Linked DNA regions of Mus musculus: regions 2 and 3 are each linked to region 1. Evidence: chromatin contacts called from public HiChIP or PLAC-seq data. All regions are on one chromosome and are shown on one strand. Each heading gives the region's core, a stretch centred on a gene start, on an enhancer-like site or on the middle of the called end of the contact. The rest is flanking DNA. Distances are from core to core; before and after follow the strand shown. Region 1 overlaps Ppp2r5e (protein phosphatase 2, regulatory subunit B', epsilon). Region 2 holds the start of Ppp2r5e (protein phosphatase 2, regulatory subunit B', epsilon). Region 3 holds the start of Rhoj (ras homolog family member J).

Region 1 (2,700 bases), core at 139-2,638:
AAACTCAGCTCTGTGTTATATTTTGTTTGCTTCATAGTTTCCAGAACTATATATAAATATATTTTTTCAATAGCAAATATTGTAGTTAGTGAGTGGTGACCACTTCAACCTTATCCCTACCATATTGGTTTCAGGGATGGGACTAAGAATGTCCTTGGAATAAAAAAATTAAAATATAACCCTGTGATTTAGAATGATGCCGAGGTTGCAGGTTGCAGCCTGCAGCAGCTGTGTGAGCGAAGTGACCGTCTCCTCTGGATCAAGCGTCCACTCCTCATTGTGCCCAGGCCCCAGTGCTCCTTCATCACTGTTTAGTTATTGTCCGCTGTGGTTTTGATTATATTTTGCTCTTCCTGACATTGACTGTTTTTTTTTAATAAAAGAAAATAAAAAGTAAATGAATAACCCCTGAATGTGACTGGATGCAGGGATAAGCCCCTCCCTCCTCCTTGGGCTCTTTCCCTAAGTGGCAGGATCGCGCTGGCTCTGTATCTCCCGTGCGTGCGGCAGTCCAAGGTGCAGACCTAGGGAGCACTTGTCATCACACCTCCTATACTGAACACATAACCCTAGGCTCAATCACTTTATGGAAAGGGAAATAAAGTAGACTTTATTTTAGGGATGGAGCCGGGGAGTGGTGTGTGGATGGGAGGCTGGTATCAACATCACTAAGTATTCCGAAGGTCTTCTTGCTTTGTTTTTCCATTTTAATTGATACACTGACCTGGCCCAGGAAAGGAAGAGCCGCTCTCCTTTGATGTTATTAGCCAACATTCCCACAAAGTGACGGTCACCTGTCTCAGAAAGGCAACAGGAGATATGATCCGTGACATTTTATTTGCACATGAATATTTTATTTTTGTATTCTGGCTCAGCTGCTTCTCTTCGTGGAGTTAGGGAGGAGCCATAAAGGACTTTTGTAATAAGTAATATTGGCAACGCATTTTATACTCCTCTATGTTTACTTTTGAGAACCTGAAAGAAGGGGTGTGCGTCCGAGAGGAGGGTGAGCGGAGCTTGAGCCAGCGGAATGTTCCATTTGTCTGCCGCTTGTGCACGAGAGCGGCCAGCTGTAGCGTCTCCTGGAAACCAACGCCCCGTGCTATGACGTCTGTGAGCCTAGGTTTCCTTTCCTCCCCTCCCTTCCCCCATCCTCTCCTCCATTTTCTTTCTTTCTCAACCCATCCCTTTTTTTTTTTAAATCACTTACTGTAAATAAGTTGTAATCTAAACCTCATGTATCAATGGGGAAATTTCAAATATAAATATTACCAACACGTTTTCTTGTTGTCTGGCTTTTGATTGGAGTGTAATGAGAATGGCATGCCCATCTCCTCAGGCCTGAGGGTTTCATCTCAGCTCCAGCCTCTCCTCTCCCTCATTTCATTGTTGTGGCAGGAGAGGGCAGCACACGTTCATTTTTCCCCCCGCTAGGAAGCCACAGTGTTAGCTGTGGATGAGTGTTTTTCTTAAGTTTTCAAAACATCCGTTGGTGCATAGATGTGAAAATGAAACAATATGAAAAGTTGCATATGAAAAATGACAGACTGGTTTAGCCAGGCAGGGAAGCCTTCTGATCCACTTCAAAGTAAAAAATTACCCAAGACACTTCCAGCCCCTGTTGAACCAGACTTCTTCCGTTTCAAACAGCAGGATGCAGGTGGCAGCTTACACACTTGGAAATAAGCGTTCATCTTTGAAAATAATATACTCTCTCAAAAGTGGTTACAGACTAAGCAGAGGTGCTCCCCAAAGCAATGTAATCCTCCCGTTGACAGCTATGTGAGATTCTGTACTGTGGGTGTCCCTAATAAATAAGCACTGAAGGGTGCAGGTGCCTGGCTGCTTGTCTTTATTGTCGACCCTGTGGCCTTTTGGGTCATACTAATAATGTTGAACTGAGTTTTGAGATGTGTGTGTGGGGTGAGTGTTACCAGGTTTCAGTTTTGAGAAACGTTATGTCTAGGGGTCTAGGGAGTGGCCCAGTGGCTATCACTATAACAGTGTTCCACTTATTCTGCCTCCCAGGCTGCAGCATGGGGTAGGACTGGTGAGAATATTCCGTCTGGTCCTTTAGTGTGACGAGGAATATCTAAAGGAGGAGCAGATTCACTTCAGCAGGGCTGGCGGAGTTTATGCTGCCCGTGGCCTGGAGTGCTGCCAGATGTCCCATTTCTTCCTCTCAGGACTTCCTCATTGGACCACCCTGTGGCAACTGGAAGTGAAAACTACCCATCCTTTGAGGCCTGGCTCCAGAGACTGATAGCAACTGTTTCACCACTTCCTGCTGGTCAAGCAGTCGCAGAGCCTGCTCAGAAGAGTGGGAGGTCATTTGTACTCCTCCTAAAGCTGCCATGGAGTCCTTTCTTTGCAGTATTTGCCTTCTGTGGAATTTGCTCTCATGGCGAATTGGAGCATGTCACGTTTTAGAGTCACCTGGAGCTAGGATGTTCCATGTATAGTTGGGTTATTTGTATGTAGGTTGTTGAGTGGGAATCTAGATCCATTGTTTTCCACTGTGAGCTTCCAGTTTGGTGTTTGGTTTGGTTTGGTTTTTTTGAGACAGGGTTTCTCTGTGTAACCCTGGCTGTCCTGGAACTCACTTGGTAGACTAGGCTGGCCTTGAACTCAGAAATCCGCCTGCCTCTGCCTCCCGAGTGCTGGGATTAAAGGCGTGAGCCACCACGCCCGGCGAGCTTC
Region 2 (2,711 bases), core at 133-2,632, 150 kb before region 1:
GCTTTCGTATAAGCCATCTTTCCCATTTCAGTTCAGGGCAGTAACATTCTCTTTCATAGTACAGAATTATTTTTCTACCCAACAGGATAGAAATTTGCAACAAACCAGAAACGCAAACGCATGGTTAGCACTTGTGGGTATGATACAGAGAGCTTTATAAATGTATATTCCTTAACTGTACAGAACATGACATGATACTGAGAGGAAAAACTCGGCTACAGGATGAAGCATTTTGAGTTTGAAAAAGAATATACATACATGTGTGTATGTATGTATACATACATATATATATACATATATATATATATACTTGTGTGTATATACATATATGAAATATAATACTAAAACTACATCAAAATGACTGGTTATTTTGGGTTTATGGATTATAATATTATTTCTCCTGTATTTCCCCTCCCAGATTTCCAAATTTTGAGCAGCTGGTAGTTTGATCTTTGTAGTTAGTATTTTTTTCTTCTTTTAACTATTGTACGTAGCCTGCATTCAAATTGATTGATGGTCTAAGAATATTCTTTGGAAACGTACCATTTGGCCTAGGGTTCACCAATGATGCAAAAACATGTATGTATTTTCGTCCTCGTTCTAGATAGAGGTAAGTCTTCTGTTTAAACTCAGACTCAAACTATCAATTAAAATCTGTCGAGTTGGGGGCTGGGTATTTCGGAGTCCTGAAAGGGCGAATGCGGGTATTCTGAATGGGAGACTGCAGAGTTGCCATCTGCATTAACTCCCGGAGCGCGGGCCCCCGCCGAGCCTGGCAGGGGCATCAGAGAGCTGATATTCAGAACTGGCTTTTGGGGGGACCAGGTGAGAGTCCAACCGGTGGCCAGGCCTCCCACGAGTTGAGCGAAGGACAGCCACTGGGGTATTTTTCTGCCGGCTTCCATGGCCGCGTTTACACAGGGCTCAGGGGGCCGTGGGTTCCGTGCGGAGTGGGGCTTGCGGGCTGAACCGTGAGGCACCAGGACGGCCGCCCTGTGGCCTTCGGATACCCGGGTGAAGACGCTCGCGGTCCACAGGGTTCCGCCTGGCGGAAGCTCCAGTCTCGGGCGCGCCCGCCGAGCTCTCCTCAGGCCTAGCAGACGCCGCAGTACCCCCACTTCAGGCGCCCTGGCGGAAACGGCGGCCCGGTCGCCCGAGCTCACGGTAGCATCCGGGTCCCCCGCGCCTCGCCCAATCGAGGGCCCCGTCCCTTCACACCCTCCTGTTTCCCCGCCCCCCCGCGCCGCCAATCCCCGACCAGCTCTCAGCCGAACGTGCTGGCCTGGGAGTGAAGGCGCGCGCCGGCCAATGAAGTCTCGCTTCCCGTTTGAAGTCTCCAGTGGGCGGGCGTCGGAGGCGGGCTCTGCTAGCCAGGAGGTTCGGTTGCGCCTGTGCCATGGACTCAGCCGCCCGGTGATATTGACAATAGGAGAGAGAAAGGGGCATTGACGGGGACCCTGCGCGGGTAGCGAACGGCGGCTCTGGCAGCGGCGGCTCAGGCGGCTCCAACTCTTCCTCCCGACTCCCGCGCTTGCTGCCGCTGCAAATCCAGGCTTCCTCCCTCCTCCCCCTCCCCGCGTCGCCGCCGCCGCCGCCGCCGCCACCACCGCCGCCGGGTCCGGTGCAACGAGCAGAGGCGCCGCCCGCCGGGAATGTGAACGAAGAGCCACCGGCCGCGCCGCAACCGGGTCGGTGCCGATTTGATGGGACGGGCCCGCGGGGGAGGCTCGTGAGGCCGCCGCTGCCACTGCCGGAGCGCTGAGGTTAGGGGCCAGCCGAGAGGCCTAGAAACACTGCCGCTACCGCGGAACCGGAGGGACGTCGCCCCGGACGGCCGTAGTAGCCCGGGGCTCTCCGCCGCTGCCTGGACCTCCCCCCGTGCGTCCCGGGCCGTCGCCCGCCCCCGCCGCGGCCCCTAGCTCGCAGCCCACTCCGCGCAGCCACAGATCATCTTCCGATTCTTTCCCAGGAGCTTCAAGGTAACTTCAGCTTCGGGTCCCGCGGCTTGCCTCCCGGGGAACCCGCGGAGCGGCGGGCTCGGGAAGGCCGGGCCCAGGCAGCTGAGGGGTGCGGCGGGGTGGGGGGAGCGGGAGCAAGCGCCCGGCCCACTTGTCTGATCTACCTGCAGAGGCTTTGGAGGCCAGCACCTCTCTTCTCCTCGGCCTCGCCGGCTCCTTTTCCTCCCTCTTTTGAGGCGTTTTCTTGCCCCCCCCCCGGCGGGGGCGGGGGAGCAGGGAGGAAGATTCCGTGGCCGCGCAGCTTCTCCAGGGCTTGGGGTTTATGTGAACATACCTGCAGACAAACAGGCCACTTCCCTGTTTTCATACCTCCCCCTTGGAAAAGCCCCAGTAGTGTGCTCTTTAGAGAATGCTAACGCTTTGGGTGCAGTGGCCCAGGTGAAACCTGTTTCCCTGGGCTTTGCAGGGACCCCGCTGTTACCATCATTTCTGCAATGCTTTGAGTTGAGATCCTTGACATTTTATTCAGAGCTGCGCGCATAAGAGGCAAATGATGAAAAAGAAAGCTGCCTATAGATCATCGTTAGAGATGAGAGAAGAGAAATAGAGACAGAATGAGGGATGGGGGGAACGAGGCTTACAGAAATCTGTGTTGCTAGGGTTAGAGTGAAATCTAAATAATTCCCAGATGAAATTGTAATATTCGTCCCTAAATTTACAGCATACCAGTGCGATGTGGAACTTCTTGCTGAG
Region 3 (2,700 bases), core at 62-2,561, 140 kb after region 1:
TGTCTTTTCAGGACATAGTTGAAAACGATTTAATTGCATTTGAATTTTTTACTTTAAAAAACATAGCCATCTTTTACTTAATTTTCCACTTAGTATTTAAAAGCGTGGGACACTTTTCTCCTTATCTACCATCCCAGAAGAGTGAAAGTACAAAATTTAAGCCCCAAGTAATCCAGGAAAAAAAAAAAAGAAGGTTTTATTAGCTGGTTCTATTAGCCGTTTGATCATGACTAGCATGGAGTAGAAAAAGTTTAGAGAGTAGAACACTTTCCATGTGTCTAGCGGTGATTTTTTTAAAATGGAATATTTTGCAATACACTACACTTCAAAAAAAAATAATTACCGTGAAAAGTTGAAGAAAGTTTAGGCAAAAATGTTGAGAAACATTTCTGGAGGATATTTCCCCAGGATTGCACATTTGTTTCAATAGGAGAAGCATGTGAATGGATGTACAGGGTCTCCGCAGGATCCTAGCACCATTCTTGATGGAGTTACCTGGTACCTGCCAGATCCACATCAGTCTGTGACTTTCTGGCGAAAGCCAGGTCCCTCTGAACGCTAGGTAGCTGTGCCCAGAACCCCACCGCTCATCTAGACGGAGTTGGTCCCCACGCTTTCCTACCTGCGTAGTGGTCAAACACAGTGGGCACGTATTCCTCTGGGAAGGCGTCGTTGGCGTAGCTCATCAGCAAGCAGGTCTTCCCCACCGCGCCGTCCCCGACCACCACGCACTTCAGGATCCTGTTCTCCTCATGTCCATTGCAGCCGCAGCTGCTGTCGGTCCTCTCTCTGCAGCTCATGTTGGCGGCTCCCGCAGCAGCTGCTGGGGCTTCTGCAGTGCATGGAGCGGTGGCACCGGCCCCAGGCTGGAGCTCAGGCGGCCTGACTCTGGCTGGCCGGGCTCTCCCAGGCACAGCCCAGACACACTCGAGCCCCGCAGCTCACCATGCTGGAGAAGGAAGGCACTCTTGGGAGGAGGGATGAAAAGGGTCTGTCCCTTTCTCCCAATCCCAACGGAGAAGTGGAGTTGGGGGTAGAGCTGGAGTTAAGAAACTCTCATGTCCATAGACTTCCCGGGACTTCCTGGCAGTCTAGAAATATCAGCAGCCCGTGAGAATCTCACTCTACCCTCCCCATCCCCAGCCTGGCTAATGACACGGTGGGATTTGGATAACTCCTGCCCGGTTTTCCACCACACAACTAATATGGAGGAGAGAAGGGCTTTTAAACGGAGTTTCCCCCCCCTCGCTTCCTCCAGCTTGCCGAGTGTCAGGAAATCGTGGGTTTCCTGCTGCATTCCATATTAGGATCAGTGGGCCGGGGAAGGCGGCAACAATGGGGCTCTGTGCGTGTGTTTGGACTTCTGGGGAACCAGGCCAGGACACGGAGAGGGGAAAACACTAGGGGTCCTGCAGCCAGCTTAAGCTGTCAAACTTCCTGCTTTATCCCCTGCTAGCTAGCCAGGCTGCTGGCTTGTGGCTGGGAAGAAGCCAAAGAAGAAAGGATGGAACCCGGGGAGCAGTGTCTGCCGCGGAAACTAGGGAGAGGACTGAGTTTGAGAGCTTGAGGGAGCTGAGAGGACCTCATAGGGATTGCAGGCTAACATATGACGTCATCCTCCCTCCCTGACTCACCAGTTCAAATCGACAGTTTTTTTTTCCCTTAAACGAGAATCTCAAGCAATTCTTTTCCGCAACAAGGAAGGAAATCTTCCAGAGTCACACGATTTTGAAGAGGGGGGAACGTTGTGCAGGTTGTAGGTATATTATGAGTGACCAAGTTTACAAGTCTGTGTTTGAGCACAATGCTCAAATATACATTTCAGACTCCCCAAAACAACCCCAATGATTTTTTTTTAAACAGAGGAAATCAATCAGATATTGGGCTCAATCAGATATGCTGAGCTCAGGACTCACACTTTTGGAAGTGAGAGAGAGAGGCACATAGTGTGGCCTTTTGGCTTGGTTAGAGTCTCTAATGCTGTGTATGCATAGAGGCTTCTCCTTTTCTTCGAATCATCTCCCCCTGGGTAGGCCCAGCTCTCCTCAATGACACAGGCGCATAGCAGCCAGTTTGGTGCCTGAGAACGAAGCCCCATTTGATAATGGACAACGTGAACCTACAAATGATTTTGACGAATGGGTTAAAGTAAAAAAAACCCTTTGCTTTCCTATGAGATTTTGAAGATTGCAGATTATCTAAGGGCTTTGAGCGGTTTCACTGTGGCCGGGACGGGGAAAAGTCAGCTTTAGTGACTGTCAGTAACTTAGGTACCTACAACTCATGTGCATGCTGTCAAGGTACAGAGTCCACACCTCTTCTGTTTTGAATAGAGTAAAACTTGCCATGATGCTTGGTGCCCCAACATTTCTTTCCTATGAAAGAAAAACATTTCAATTAGGTATAGAGTGTATCAGGGATGTTATGTTACCATAACAATAATCCCCAAAGTTCAGAATTCGAAATAACTTTCTCTTTCTTCCTTCCTTCCTTCCTTCCTTCCTTCCTTCCTTCCTTCCTTCCTTCCTTCCTTTCGTTCTTTCTTTCTTTCTTTCTCTCTCTCTCTCTCTCTCTCTTTCTTTCTTCTTCTTCCTCCTCCTTTTCCTCTTCCCTCTTCTTTTCCTCCTTCCTTCCTTTCCTCCTCCTTTTTCTCCTCCCCTTCTCCTCCCCTCCTTCTCCTCTGCACCCTCCGTTTCCTTC

Evidence for each region. HiChIP or PLAC-seq counts read pairs in DNA pulled down with a chosen protein or histone mark.
Region 2: a contact with region 1 is called in an H3K4me3 HiChIP or PLAC-seq map of bone marrow-derived macrophages, with 2.9 times the contacts expected there. The contact joins the promoter of Ppp2r5e here to the enhancer-like site in region 1. A contact is called at or near these places in 4 of 39 promoter capture datasets (the C10 cell line, the HPC-7 cell line, HPC-7-derived erythroid cells and 1 more), 1 of 15 datasets of contacts at CTCF or cohesin (the NIH/3T3 cell line), 9 of 484 Hi-C or Micro-C datasets (the C2C12 cell line, CD4 T cells, DN3 thymocytes and 5 more), 19 of 115 datasets of contacts at active chromatin or transcription factors (bone marrow-derived macrophages, embryonic forebrain, embryonic hindbrain and 8 more) and 4 of 9 other capture datasets (adipose tissue, embryonic stem cells, liver and 1 more).
Region 3: an H3K4me3 HiChIP or PLAC-seq map of bone marrow-derived macrophages shows a contact between it and region 1, with 4 times the contacts expected there. The contact joins the promoter of Rhoj here to the enhancer-like site in region 1. A contact is called at or near these places in 5 of 484 Hi-C or Micro-C datasets (bone marrow-derived macrophages, double positive thymocytes, mammary gland and 1 more), 2 of 115 datasets of contacts at active chromatin or transcription factors (bone marrow-derived macrophages and large pre-B cells) and 2 of 9 other capture datasets (adipose tissue and pancreatic islet).

What each region holds. Positions count from the first base shown.
Region 1 is chr12:75,448,594-75,451,293 of GRCm38.p6, reverse strand. Ppp2r5e (protein phosphatase 2, regulatory subunit B', epsilon) reads left to right here. Exons shown (of 14, transcript NM_012024.3): 14 at 1-1,831. Among named protein-coding and RNA genes, the nearest start is that of Gphb5, 33 kb to the right of the region's middle. Within about 2 kb of position 1,388, at least 74 of the 459 cell types and tissues checked have an H3K27ac peak or open chromatin away from gene starts, as enhancers often do. A contact at or near this core is called in DN3 thymocytes, adipose tissue, bone marrow-derived macrophages and 2 more, where this site is marked.
Region 2 is chr12:75,594,903-75,597,613 of GRCm38.p6, reverse strand. Ppp2r5e (protein phosphatase 2, regulatory subunit B', epsilon) reads left to right here and starts at 1,382. Exons shown (of 14, transcript NM_012024.3): 1 at 1,382-1,979.
Region 3 is chr12:75,306,924-75,309,623 of GRCm38.p6, reverse strand. Rhoj (ras homolog family member J) reads right to left here and starts at 1,311. Exons shown (of 5, transcript NM_023275.2): 1 at 623-1,311. The coding sequence starts at 800.